Linked DNA regions of Mus musculus: all the other regions are linked to region 2. A link is a contact called in public Hi-C and capture Hi-C data. All regions are on one chromosome and are shown on one strand. The core of a region is the stretch at or near the end of the contact, and the rest is flanking DNA. Distances in the headings are between cores, read along the strand shown.

Region 1 (3,903 bases), core at 1,290-3,789, 560 kb before region 2:
GCCAGAGAGCCCCTCAGTTTCCTGGCTGTCTGTAGTGACTGATGCCCAAGCTGCCTAAGCTCCTGAAGATGCCCACTGTCTATGATGTAGAGGATAGTTACGGGCCATTGATTACATTGGTTTCCCAGAATTATATCTGGCTTTTACCTAATCCTTGTACTGTGGAATCTCCGTGTATTGTGTTCATGATACAGTATGTGAAATGTAATATTACCCTCCAAATGTTGTCTTGTTTTGTTGGAGAAGAGAATCTCACTACATAGCCAAGGCTGGCCTTGAGCTTAAGATCTTTCTCCCTCAGCTTTTCAAGTGCTGGGATTATAGTATGTGTGCCCCCATGCCTGGCCAGATAGTTTCACCAAAGAGATCTGTGTGTGTGTTAGGTTAAAAGGTAGCCCTTTCAGATTGTTTCTGTGTTATGGCTGCTTCTTTATCTCTTTGTAAAGAAACTAGGAGATTTAAAGGTTTCACTGCTTCAGGACAGCTCAGCTTTCAGTTTTTCTTGGCTTTAAAGCCTGGGGGAATTATATGTGTGACCGAAGCCACATAAAGATTCTTTAGGGGTTGGGCTGTAGCTCTGTATTCATGAAGCCTTGGGTTCCAGCTCAGCACTGTATAAACAGAACACAGTGTGCTTTTGTAATCCACAGGCGAATCAGAAATTCAGGGTCATCTTCTGTTCTGTAGAGAACTCAAGCCAGGCTTAAGCTCCACGAAACCAGACTCCCTGTGTTATAAAAATGGCGTTCGTGTGCTTACCTGAGACAGCACTTGTCCCTCCTGTGACTTTGGCTTGATTTTCCTTCGTATTGAAATGTTAGATTGGTTTTGTGACTAAGGAAGGCAACATTTAATACTAGGAATCTGGAAAGACAGTTGGCTTTGTTAGCGTATTCTTACTTCATGTGGCTTTCTTGTCCTTGTGTCTGGAACATCACACATTGCACCACTGTAAGAAATTAGGTGTAATGAGATATGTTAATTCAACATTATGGCTTAGGAATTATATTTCCTGAGCCTCATGTGTACTTAAAAGTTGAATCGATCAAATTTTATTGCTTCCTTTTTCCTTAGAGCAGCACATTGGAAGTGGTGACTTTTTTCTACAGTCATAATTCAGTGGCCTTGGTGACTTTTGTCTTATATAAAGATTTGAAAGTACACTTTATCTCCTGCAGTCCTGGGAAGTGCGCCACAGGCCAACACTGAGACAGAAAGTGCAGCAACCCGCAGCTCTTGTCATGCCGCCACCTTGTCAGTCTCTGCTGTAATCAAACACATCTTTTTCTTGGCGGTGGGAGGAGGACTTTGTTGTTGGTTGGATGGTTTTTCGAGACAGTGTTTCTTTGTGTGATCCTGGCTGTCCTGGAACTCACCTCAACTCAAAGATCCACCTGCCTCTGCCTCCTCAGTGCTGGGATGAAAGGTGTGCACTAGACGGCTGGGCAAGCAGATCTTAATGCAAAAAGACGCAGCTGTCTTACCGATAGCTTCTTAGTGGCTGAACTAGCAACTGGTCTGCAACAGTTTTTTAAAAAGTTCCCTTTGTCGGAAACTCACTAACAGGCTGCTTTGTTCATTTAGGCTAAAGCCCTCATTTAGAATTCTCTGCAGCCATCTGTTGTCGTCCACACATGCCATTGCCTGTCTCCCTCATTCCCCCTTTCAGGTGAAGAAGCAGATTTTGGATGAAAAGGTCTACTGCCCTCCCGAGGCGTCCGTGCTCTTGGCGTCATATGCTGTCCAGGCCAAGGTGGGTGCAAAGAAAGGGAAATGTGCCCTTCTTCAACATTAACTCCACAGGATGGCTATGGTCTTCCATTTCTTTGAATTTTAGGGACTTCAGAACAACTTGCCCCCAAAAATGAGATGTCATAAGGTTTGGACATCTATTGTTGCTTCCTCAACGTCTGTATATTTTGTATATGTGCATGTGTTGTGTACTATGTGACAAGCATATCATTCTAATGACTTACAATTCATTCTAAGTGAATTCATTTAAAAAGATGAATTTTCTGTGTAATCTCATTATGCACATGTGGCTCATTAAATTCATCACATCAGCTTCATTTTATTAGTCAGGAGAAGTGAATTTATGGTCTCTAATTATGATCAAATGAGGCCTTTAGGTCAGCAAGACCCAGATCCTCCATCCAAACTCATCTTTCCAGAGACTGCATTCTTAGAAACCACACTCCTGGTGAGGCTCTGGTGGGCATATTTTGTGCATGTGGCTAGATACTGCAGGAGCTGGGTCTGCTGAGCCTGTCTGACCCAGTGACGCTGTCTCATTAGCCTAAAATCATTCCTTTTTGCATAGACAGTGGACCAGGGGTAGTTGGAGAGGAACATCTTTGAGTATTGGGTTTTCATCCCATCTTTAAGTTCAGGTTGAGTTTCAGCCAGAGTGTTCCATGACCCTTGGATTTCCTACCTCAATCACATTTTTAATGCAACTTCAGATCAAAGCTAGGAATGGCTTGCTTGTCATTTGGGTTGGGAAATGAGTTTTGAAATGTGTATGCTGGTCAGGCCAGTAGAAGCACAGTGAGTTTAATCATTTGATGACTCATTAGTGTCTGCTGAGTAGTCACAAGGATGGAACATGGGGCTTGTTAACTGTCAGATGCAGGCACTAGAGCAACTTCTGCCCTCAGTGATTCTCCAAGGTCATTGGTACCTTCACAGGTAAAGCTGGAGACAGGATCTATGGCTTTAGAGTTGTACTTTCTTTATGCCTTCCTTGAAAAAGGAGTGGTTGAGAAAGCAGAAATGGGCTGTGGTTCAAGTAAAGCAGATGCTCCTTTTGTGCTTTGATGGAGAGCATTGGTAAGAGGAGAGAGGCACCCTTTCAGTCTTGGTGGGGACACAGCAGCCGTCACCACTTTCCTTAGCTCTGTGGATGTGCCCCAGAGCTGACCCTTCCTGCATGCTTTCTCCTGTCTGACGCAAACCCTCAAGGGGACTATCTCAGTCTCAAAGGTTTTGGGTCACAAATTCAAAGGCCACCTGTGTGGGGGCAGAAGGGTCTGCATCATTTTTCAGGACCCAGCAGATGTTCCCTTGAACAGATCTCACTGTAGGAAAGCCAAGTTAGAGATGAAAGTGATTCACAGACAACATATGTGGTTCATATGGAGGCGGGTGCTCTAACTGTTTTTTCCGGTGTCAAATTTAGGAATCTTACAAATAAAGGTACTCTCTAGCCTTTATCTCGAGTCTGTATCCGAGCGTGGTGTGGTGGTGTACACCTTTAAGACTATGCTCCAGACCATCAAGGGCTGGAAAGGAAGACCCTGTTTGCTTTAGGGGAACCAGGGCTTACTATAGCTATGTCAACAGTTTCTCTTGGACTACTCTGCTTAATAGTAAGAGAATATTTAGGGTCGGCTACCTCTTTGTTTAACAAAGAGTCCAACAGACTATTCCAGAAGATACTCCATGAATTAATGGAAGCCAAGACTTGTACAAGCTTGCTTTCCTGGTGACAGGATTCAAGGTTAGAAGAGATGACTGATTTTTTTTTCCAGTCACAGATCTTTTACATTATTTTTATACTTATGGAATGCACAGACGACTTTTTGTTTGTTTTTGTTTTCATGGCCGGGGACTTGAACCCATAGCCACATGTGAGGCAAGTGCTTTACCATATAGTTACCTGCCTCTTGATGACGAGTGAAGCCGACTGGGAAGGAGGGGTAGAACCAGGCTGGAAACCTAGGTGTCTGGGCTGCCTGATGCTGCACTTTGTTCTGCCCCTCACTGTCTAGTGAGGTATGTGGGGGTCAGGCATTAAATTTCACTAAGTTCTAATTTTGTTTACAAGAGAAAACAACTTTATCTGAACGTTTTCAGTAAGCCACAATCTCCTTATATACAGTTTATTTTCTTTCCAATCTTTAT
Region 2 (3,605 bases), core at 70-2,569:
AGTGAGTGGGTGTCTGGGGTGCAGGATGGGGGTGGGCAGAGGCCATTCACCAACACAAGGGAAGAAGGCTCCTCTTGGGGGCTTCCAGAGCTTTGTCCTAATATCTGCAAGGTGTAGCCCAAAAGACTGGCCACAAGGAGGTGCCAGAACCACATTCAGTGGTCAATGGGGCACAGCCTTGCCATGGCTCTGGGGGAGGGGGCAGTGGCCTTTTCCTGGTCCTGCTACCTGCTCCCACCTTGTCCTGACAGTTCTTCCAGGTGGGGATCAGACTGTCAACTTCGCAGGGGGCCACGGTGACCCAGAGAAGGAAAATGAACTGCCCAAATTCACACAGCAAGAGGCAAGAATCAAAGCAAACTAAACCACTTGGTTGTACAGACTAGTCCCAGGCTCCCCTTACTGTCCTGTCCCGGCATGGCATGACATGGACAGGATCCTGGGAACAATGTCCCCTCCTTTTGTCAGCCCCCTAGCAGGTTTGGAGGAACACTGACAAATTAGAGGTAAGAGCCTCTTGGAATTTTGGATGCCAAGCACCCAACGCAGGGGGCTCTTGCACAGACTTGGTTTTTGTTTTTCTCTCTTTGTCACTGTCCTGGAGCTCGGATGCGGGGGGGACGAAGACCGGCCAAGCTCCGATCTGGCCCAAGGTCAAAGGCAGAGGAGTAATGACCTTGGCTGATCAAGTTCCCCAGAGCACCCATGATGGTCCCCGTGGACTGCTGCAGCCCATTTTGAATGGACAGGGACGGCCCTCCACTGCTCCATCTACCGGAGGGTAAATGAGGCCTCTGCAAGCTCAGAACTCTAGAAAAAGAAAAGGGATTTGAGTCCCCTGGGGATGCAGAAATCATGACTGCCTTTAGAATCAGGCTGACCCTACCACGATGGCACAATGCAAGCCTGGAATCCATGTGCTCTCTCCACTGCCCTTTACCCATCCTGTGAACTTTAACCCACGGGACACTTCCACAGCTGGTCTCTCCAGCTTTGCTTGGCCATCCTCCAAGAGAGACTTCCAAGCCTGACTTACAATGCATCCATTACAGACAGGGAGAGCGAATGCTGGAGGGTTGTGTGGGCCAGCAGGTGCCCCTGATCCACAGGGGAGCAACTGATGGACCATCTACCCTCCTGGGGATAAGTGTGGGGTGCAGCAGTGCCCCTCCGCCCTGCCCCCTCAAGGGAATCCTACCGTGGTCTCGCAGCCCTCCACAGTCTGCACAGTTGTCCAGTCTTCAGGGTGACACCATCGTTGTTGGGCCCCTCTGCTTCCCTCTCCTCCTGAGGCTCCTCTGGCGTTGGCTCCTCACCCTGCCCCCCACCTGACTTCCGTCTGAAGTTGGTGGCCTGAGGCTCCCCCCACTTCCACCCCACCCCCAAGCTGAGGACCAGAGAGGTAGAGCACCCACACCACAGATGGAGCCTGACACGGTGGTGGGAAAGGTGTTGTTAGAAGGAGAAGCAGGGCTGGGTGTGGGGAGGGGGCGTCCCTGTACTTGATGCCCCTGGGCTGCGTGGCAAAGCCACTATGGCCTGAGTCACAGCTGACTGGGCCGCGCCTAGCCTGTCTGGGTGACCCAAGCCAGCATAAGGCAATGACTGGGCAGCTCTCCTCATGACCAGCTGGGGTCAACCTTAGGTGTTTTGACTCAGACCTGCCACAGGCTGTGTGCACAGCTACCATCCTCTGTCTCTGTCCCAAGAGCCACAGGCCTATAGCTGCCCCTGTCCCAGCCCCCACCTCATAACCCGGGGAGCTACCTGGCCCTTCTGATCTGCAATCAGCCCCAGGCTTCAGGGCCCCACCTGCTGTGGGACCTTCGTCCCTCCCTGGACAAGCCCTGCCCTTGGGAATACTCCGGGAAGCAAGGAACTTTGTTGCCTGTGCTGCTGAGGGCCTCTTGATTCTCTGTGGACTGTGACCTTTTTCTTGGTGCTACAAGGAGTTCTGTAGACTGCCTGGGCAGGCTTGCCATGGACGGCCAGAAGATGGTTGGGGACAGGGACTAAGAGAGGAGAGATACAGAAAAGAAAAAAGAAAAAAAAGCAATCAAGAAGGGATTAAGGAAGGGACTGAGAGAAGGAGAGAGGGAGGAAGGGAGGAAGGGAGGGAGGGAGGGAAGGGAAAGGGGGGAGGAGAGTAAAGTATAAAGAGAGGGAGAGAAGGAGGGACTGTTGACAGTTTTCAAACCTGCCTAGAGCAATATTAGTCCTACACTTTTCCCAGGAAACCCTGTTTTAGGGAAGTGGGCTCCAACAACACACAGTGCAGAGGCAAAACTGAGGCTTGGCCTATGAGTAAGATAAGGGCAGAGGTCACAATCTTTTCACCTGTAAGGTCTTCGTCTCTCACTGAAGAGAAAAATAATCACGCTAAAGTTGGGATGAAGGGGTGGAGTGCAGAAATGTCTTGGTGAACAGTACTCCCCTTTAACCTCTGTAGGGCCCAGGACACCAGGACCAGGTGAAACACTGCACACATAAAGTCATTTTAAAACTGGGGCTGGGCGGTGGCGCACACCTTTAATCCCAGCACTCAGGAAGCAGAGGCAGGTAGGTGGATCTCTGTGTTCAAGGCCAGCCTGGTCTACAGAGTGAGTTCCAGGACAGCCAGAGGAGAAACTCTGTCTCAGAAAACAGTAATAACAACAACAACAACCTGGGACAGCGGTTAGCAGATGGCTCTGTGGGTAAAGTGCTTGATATGCAAGCCTAACCCCCTGAGCTTGAATCTCTACATGGCAGCAGCCTCTGACCCCCAGGACTGGGAGGCAGAGACTGAGAGATCTCAGATGCATGCTGGCCAAGCAGCCTGGGCAAATGTCAGTGTCTAGATTCAATGAGATACTGTGTCCAGAAAAATAAGGTGGATGCGGCTGGGGAGATGGCGCAGTGGTTAAGATATTTGCTGCTCCTGTAGAGGATCCAGGTTCAGTCCCAGTACCCACAAGCTGACTTACAGTTCCAAAGGATGCCACATCCTCTTCCAACCTTTGGGGGCATCAGTTGCACAGATAGACACGCAGAGAAAACACAATATGCATAAGATAAATACATCTAAAGAAGAAATGATGAGTTGGAGGGACTGGAGAGAGGGCTCGGTGGTTGAAGTACGGGAGCACTTTGACAGACGATTCAAATTTGTTTCCCAAAATTTATGTCAGGTGACTCACAACTGCCTGTGACCCCCGCTCCAGAGGCCTCTACAGGCACCCATACTCACACGCACATATACACATAATTTTAAAATAAACATAAAATCATTTTTTAAATGCAGGGTTTAATTTAATGCAGGGTTTAAATGCACTGCTGTCCTGGAACTCGCTCTGTAGACCAGGCTGGCCTCAAACTCACAGAGATCCTCCTGCCTCTGCCTCCCAAGTGCTGGGGTTAATGGTGGTACCAAATAAGTCTTTCTTCTTTTTTAAAGGAATTATTATTTAATAAATGTTTGTGAGTACACTGTTGCTATCTTCAGACACACCAGAAGAGAGCATCAGATCCCATTACAAATGGTTGTGAGCCACTATGAGGTTGCTGGGAATTGAACTCAGGACCTCTGAGGAGCAGTCAATGCTCTTAACCACTGAGCCATCTCT
Region 3 (3,936 bases), core at 672-3,171, 690 kb before region 2:
CCAGCCTTTCTGACCCCTGCAAAGAGCAGCATGACTGGACCTTTAAATTGGGAAAATGCTTCATCATGTTCTGCTCCATCATGAAAAACTAGAGTCTCCTCCCCCTCCTCCCTAGTGCACTCTCCTGGCCTGCAGCCAGGGGCTGGGAATGAGACACAGGACAGGAAAGGGATCTCTTTTAGGGAATCTATCAGTTCTCCTCCTAGGGATCCCTCCAAAAGAGAAAACCACAGCAAACTGGGGTGCAGTGAGGCTTGAGGTAACTGCCTGGGAGAAGTTCTGATCTGAAGAAGTCTATACTGGTTTCCAGAGCTTGTCAGTGGGCATTGGAGTGGGGCTCTCTCTGCTCCGGGAAGAGGTTTGCAGGGAGAAAGAACTTCACAGAGAGCCAGGCACTGGACAGGACATGCAGGGGTGGGTCACTTACATACAACCGTAGGTCGTTTCGAGCCCGTCATATGACTCATCCAATCCTCCCCTGTACCGCACAGAGGGACTGCTTGGAAAAGCTATGGAACCTCCCTACTCCGTTAGGCATAGATTTAACCCTTCCCATCCGAGGAGCGGCTGCTGTCCGTGGTGCTGAAGCGATAGCGGCACGGGCGGCTCCGTCCACTAACACCGCTTTTGACCGGAAAACCAAACCAAGAACGAGCCGTATAATAAAGCAAGAGCTCCAAGTCTAAGCCCCTCCGCCGTCCCCGCCCTTTCACCTGAAGCCTCAGTAGGGCTCATGATGGAGGTCGGTGGACTTTGGTACTGAAAAACCACTCCACCACTTCCTCGGAGCATGAAAGGGGATGCTTACGGCAGTACTGGTTCATCTATTCTGGAAAAGGAATGAGATGCCAAGATAAAGCAGAAAAATCGGGCAAGGAAGGGAGAAAGACAAAGTTCTCAGGTGAGAGGAACTGGTTACTATTCCGACTGGCAATATGTGGGTTCTCCTCCCCAAAATCAGCCAGACATTTCCCAAGTTCGAACCTCCTAGGGGCACATGGGAGCTTGGAGCTGCATCTTGTCTCTTGCACACAAGGGAAAACCAAACATAGGAGAACACAATTTGTACAAGGTCATTCAGCTAGCGAAGCACAGAAGCTAACCCCACCCTGTGGCAGAACTTGGCTTCGGTGTTGAGGCTCTTGCTGCCTACTGAGGGACCCCCTGTTCTTCGTAGGCAGTTTTCCTTTCCGGGCAAGAGGAGACTCCACTTTCCAGTCGTGGCCACTGGAATTTTTAGAGAGCACCACGTTCCTCTCACCCAGCGCTCCCTTTCTCCGTCTGCAGTGTTCTCCTTCTCAGGGTAGCTTTGCGGTCCTTTCAAACTCCACGCCCACCCCAACCCCAACCCCGAAGCCAGCTGTACAGTTCCTTAAGCCCCTTTGGGTGGCCCAGGGCCGCTGTAGTATCTGGGGAACACTGCACCGCCAGCTAGAAGGTCCCCATTTATCATCAGTAGCATCCATCATGCAACCCCATACAGAATCCCTTCGTGGGTGACTGCAGTCTGCACTCCTCATCTCAAGGTCCTCTCTAACTATCAGGGAACCAACCCTGTGCTGCTTCTCAAGTGGGGGTGTCCTCTCATAGTAATCACTGCAGTCTCCCACTGCTTCAACCCGAAGGCGCCCTGACCCATCAGTTCTGCAATCCTCTCCCTATTTCCAGTGCCCTCTCTTATTCTGAGGGTCTTATTCTGACTAATAGGGTCTTCCGACATGCACCTGGAGGTCTGCACTTGTCCGCTCCGGAAGTCCTTTACTCCTTGGTCTGACCTCGGGAGGCTCTACTGACGATGCGTCGATTCCCCTTCACTCCTGGGTCGTCCCCCCCAGCCCCGCCCCTCTCACTGCGGAGAAGCCGGTCGGCCCGGGGCCGCGGGGGAGGAGGTGGAGAGGGTGGGGCCCTCCTCCCCAGCCCCCCACTGCCGAGGGGCCGGACCGGGCCACCGCGGATATAAAAGAGCCGGAGTCCCAGAGCTGCCGCAGTGCTGCCTGCCCCGTCCCAGCCCCGCACTCCCGCTCCGCTGGCGGCCGCACCTGCTCCGGCCATGATGAGCTTCGGCAGCGCCGATGCGCTGCTGGGCGCCCCGTTCGCGCCGCTGCACGGAGGCGGCAGCCTGCACTACTCGCTGAGCCGCAAGGCAGGCCCGGGCGGCACGCGCTCCGCGGCCGGCTCCTCCAGCGGCTTCCACTCGTGGGCGCGGACGTCCGTGAGCTCCGTGTCCGCCTCACCCAGCCGCTTCCGCGGCGCCGCCTCGAGCACCGACTCGCTAGACACCCTAAGCAACGGCCCAGAGGGCTGCGTGGTGGCGGCGGTGGCGGCGCGCAGCGAGAAGGAGCAGCTGCAGGCTCTGAACGACCGCTTCGCGGGCTACATCGACAAGGTGAGGCAGCTCGAGGCGCACAACCGCAGCCTGGAGGGCGAGGCGGCGGCGCTGCGGCAGCAGCAAGCCGGCCGCGCCGCCATGGGCGAGCTGTACGAGCGCGAGGTGCGCGAGATGCGCGGCGCCGTGCTGCGCCTCGGGGCGGCGCGCGGGCAGCTGCGCCTGGAGCAGGAGCACCTGCTGGAGGACATCGCTCACGTCCGCCAGCGGCTGGACGAGGAGGCCCGGCAGCGTGAGGAGGCGGAGGCGGCGGCGCGCGCCCTGGCGCGCTTCGCGCAGGAGGCGGAAGCGGCGCGCGTGGAGCTGCAGAAGAAGGCGCAGGCGCTGCAGGAGGAGTGCGGCTACCTGCGGCGCCACCACCAGGAGGAGGTGGGCGAGCTGCTCGGTCAGATCCAGGGCTGCGGGGCCGCGCAGGCGCAGGCTCAGGCCGAGGCTCGCGACGCCCTCAAGTGCGACGTGACGTCGGCGCTGCGGGAGATCCGCGCGCAGCTCGAAGGCCACGCGGTGCAGAGCACGCTGCAGTCCGAGGAGTGGTTCCGAGGTGCGCGGGAGCGCGGGGTGGGAAGGGGTCGCCCCCTCCTGGCGGAGCAGTGAGCAGCCCGAGAGGACTCCTCTCAGAAGTAGCTAGACCCGCTGCGAGGTGCATGCCACCTGACAAAGTAGCGGTTTTACCCAGACCCTCCCTTGGGGCGCCCCAACTCTGGATTTTCCTTTAGAAAAAGGAAACCACCCTCCACATTTTTTATGTCTGTAATTAAACACCGGGGCCAACCCCTGTGCCCCACACACTGTTAGACCCCAGATTCAGACTGATCTCCCATCTGAAATGGAGCAAGCCCCGTCTGGACCCAGCGTATCAGGTATCCAGCAGCCGCTTGCCATGCCAACTCTGCCCACCCTTTCTTGCGCACCCTGCGCAGTGGGTGGAACAGGAGTATTCGTTCTACCAGGCTTCGTCCCACTACTTGCTCAGTACATAACATCGCGAATTTTAGTAATTGCTGTGTAAAAATGAAAGCCATTCATTTTCATGCCGTTTCTAGCCAGTACGGAACCATCATGTGGACCTCATTGCTGTAAATGGCTGTTATTTAATATCCCCTTCCTCTTTCCCAAAATTTACAGGGGTTCTGAGTCAGCTAGACTGCAGTTGCCCTGAAACCTTACCCTTTAGCTGCAGGGTGACCTTGACCAACATTGGCTTTCTCTCATTCTCATTTCTTTTGGGATTGGGGCAAAGAGTAACTGGGCTTCTTTGTGTCAGCTGCAGTCATCTGCTGTAGTCGTTCCTGTAGTCATCTATAAATCTGGAGGCAAGTACAGAGCATCTGCGCTTTTCAAAAGTGTCTGTGATCCATAATAGCCAAGAATCCTAACTTGAGTGGCTTTTAAGCCTTTGCTAACAGCATGGAAAGCCAGGAATGCTGGGATTTGGATGGTTGGAATTTCCCTTTTCATGTTCTACGCCTTTGCGGTGGCAGTGCCCTTCCCCCATCTCTGCAGCAAGGCTCCTCCCAGAGGGGACCTCTTCTCTTCTTTTAGGTTTGCCC

What was found. Hi-C and Micro-C count contacts between places; a contact is called where the count stands out from the background. Capture Hi-C pulls out chosen DNA fragments and counts their contacts.
Region 1: a contact with region 2 is called in a Hi-C map of bone marrow-derived macrophages, with 17 read pairs. The contact joins the enhancer-like site here to the promoter of Lif in region 2. A contact is called at or near these places in 3 of 39 promoter capture datasets (the C10 cell line, the SN4741 cell line and hippocampal neurons), 2 of 15 datasets of contacts at CTCF or cohesin (embryonic stem cells and large pre-B cells), 26 of 484 Hi-C or Micro-C datasets (CD4 T cells, the CH12 cell line, the G1E-ER4 cell line and 20 more), 12 of 115 datasets of contacts at active chromatin or transcription factors (Th17 cells, astrocytes, bone marrow-derived macrophages and 6 more) and 2 of 9 other capture datasets (adipose tissue and embryonic stem cells).
Region 3: a capture Hi-C map of macrophages shows a contact between it and region 2, with 5 times the contacts expected there. The contact joins the promoter of Nefh here to the promoter of Lif in region 2. A contact is called at or near these places in 1 of 15 datasets of contacts at CTCF or cohesin (embryonic stem cells), 5 of 115 datasets of contacts at active chromatin or transcription factors (astrocytes, embryonic stem cells and stem cell-derived neural progenitor cells) and 2 of 9 other capture datasets (adipose tissue and macrophages).

The regions. Positions count from the first base shown.
Region 1 is chr11:4,813,932-4,817,834 of GRCm38.p6, reverse strand. Nf2 (neurofibromin 2) reads left to right here. Exons shown (of 17, transcript NM_001252250.1): 4 at 1,670-1,753. Among named protein-coding and RNA genes, the nearest start is that of Nf2, 34 kb to the left of the region's middle. Within about 2 kb of position 2,539, at least 22 of the 459 cell types and tissues checked have an H3K27ac peak or open chromatin away from gene starts, as enhancers often do. A contact at or near this core is called in the N1E-115 cell line, bone marrow-derived macrophages and hippocampal neurons, where this site is marked.
Region 2 is chr11:4,255,282-4,258,886 of GRCm38.p6, reverse strand. Lif (leukemia inhibitory factor) reads right to left here and starts at 1,319. Exons shown (of 4, transcript NM_008501.2): 1 at 1,199-1,319.
Region 3 is chr11:4,946,049-4,949,984 of GRCm38.p6, reverse strand. It overlaps Nefh (neurofilament, heavy polypeptide), which reads left to right and starts at 1,921. Exons shown (of 4, transcript NM_010904.3): 1 at 1,921-2,927. The coding sequence starts at 2,051. It also overlaps a transcript of Ap1b1 not described here.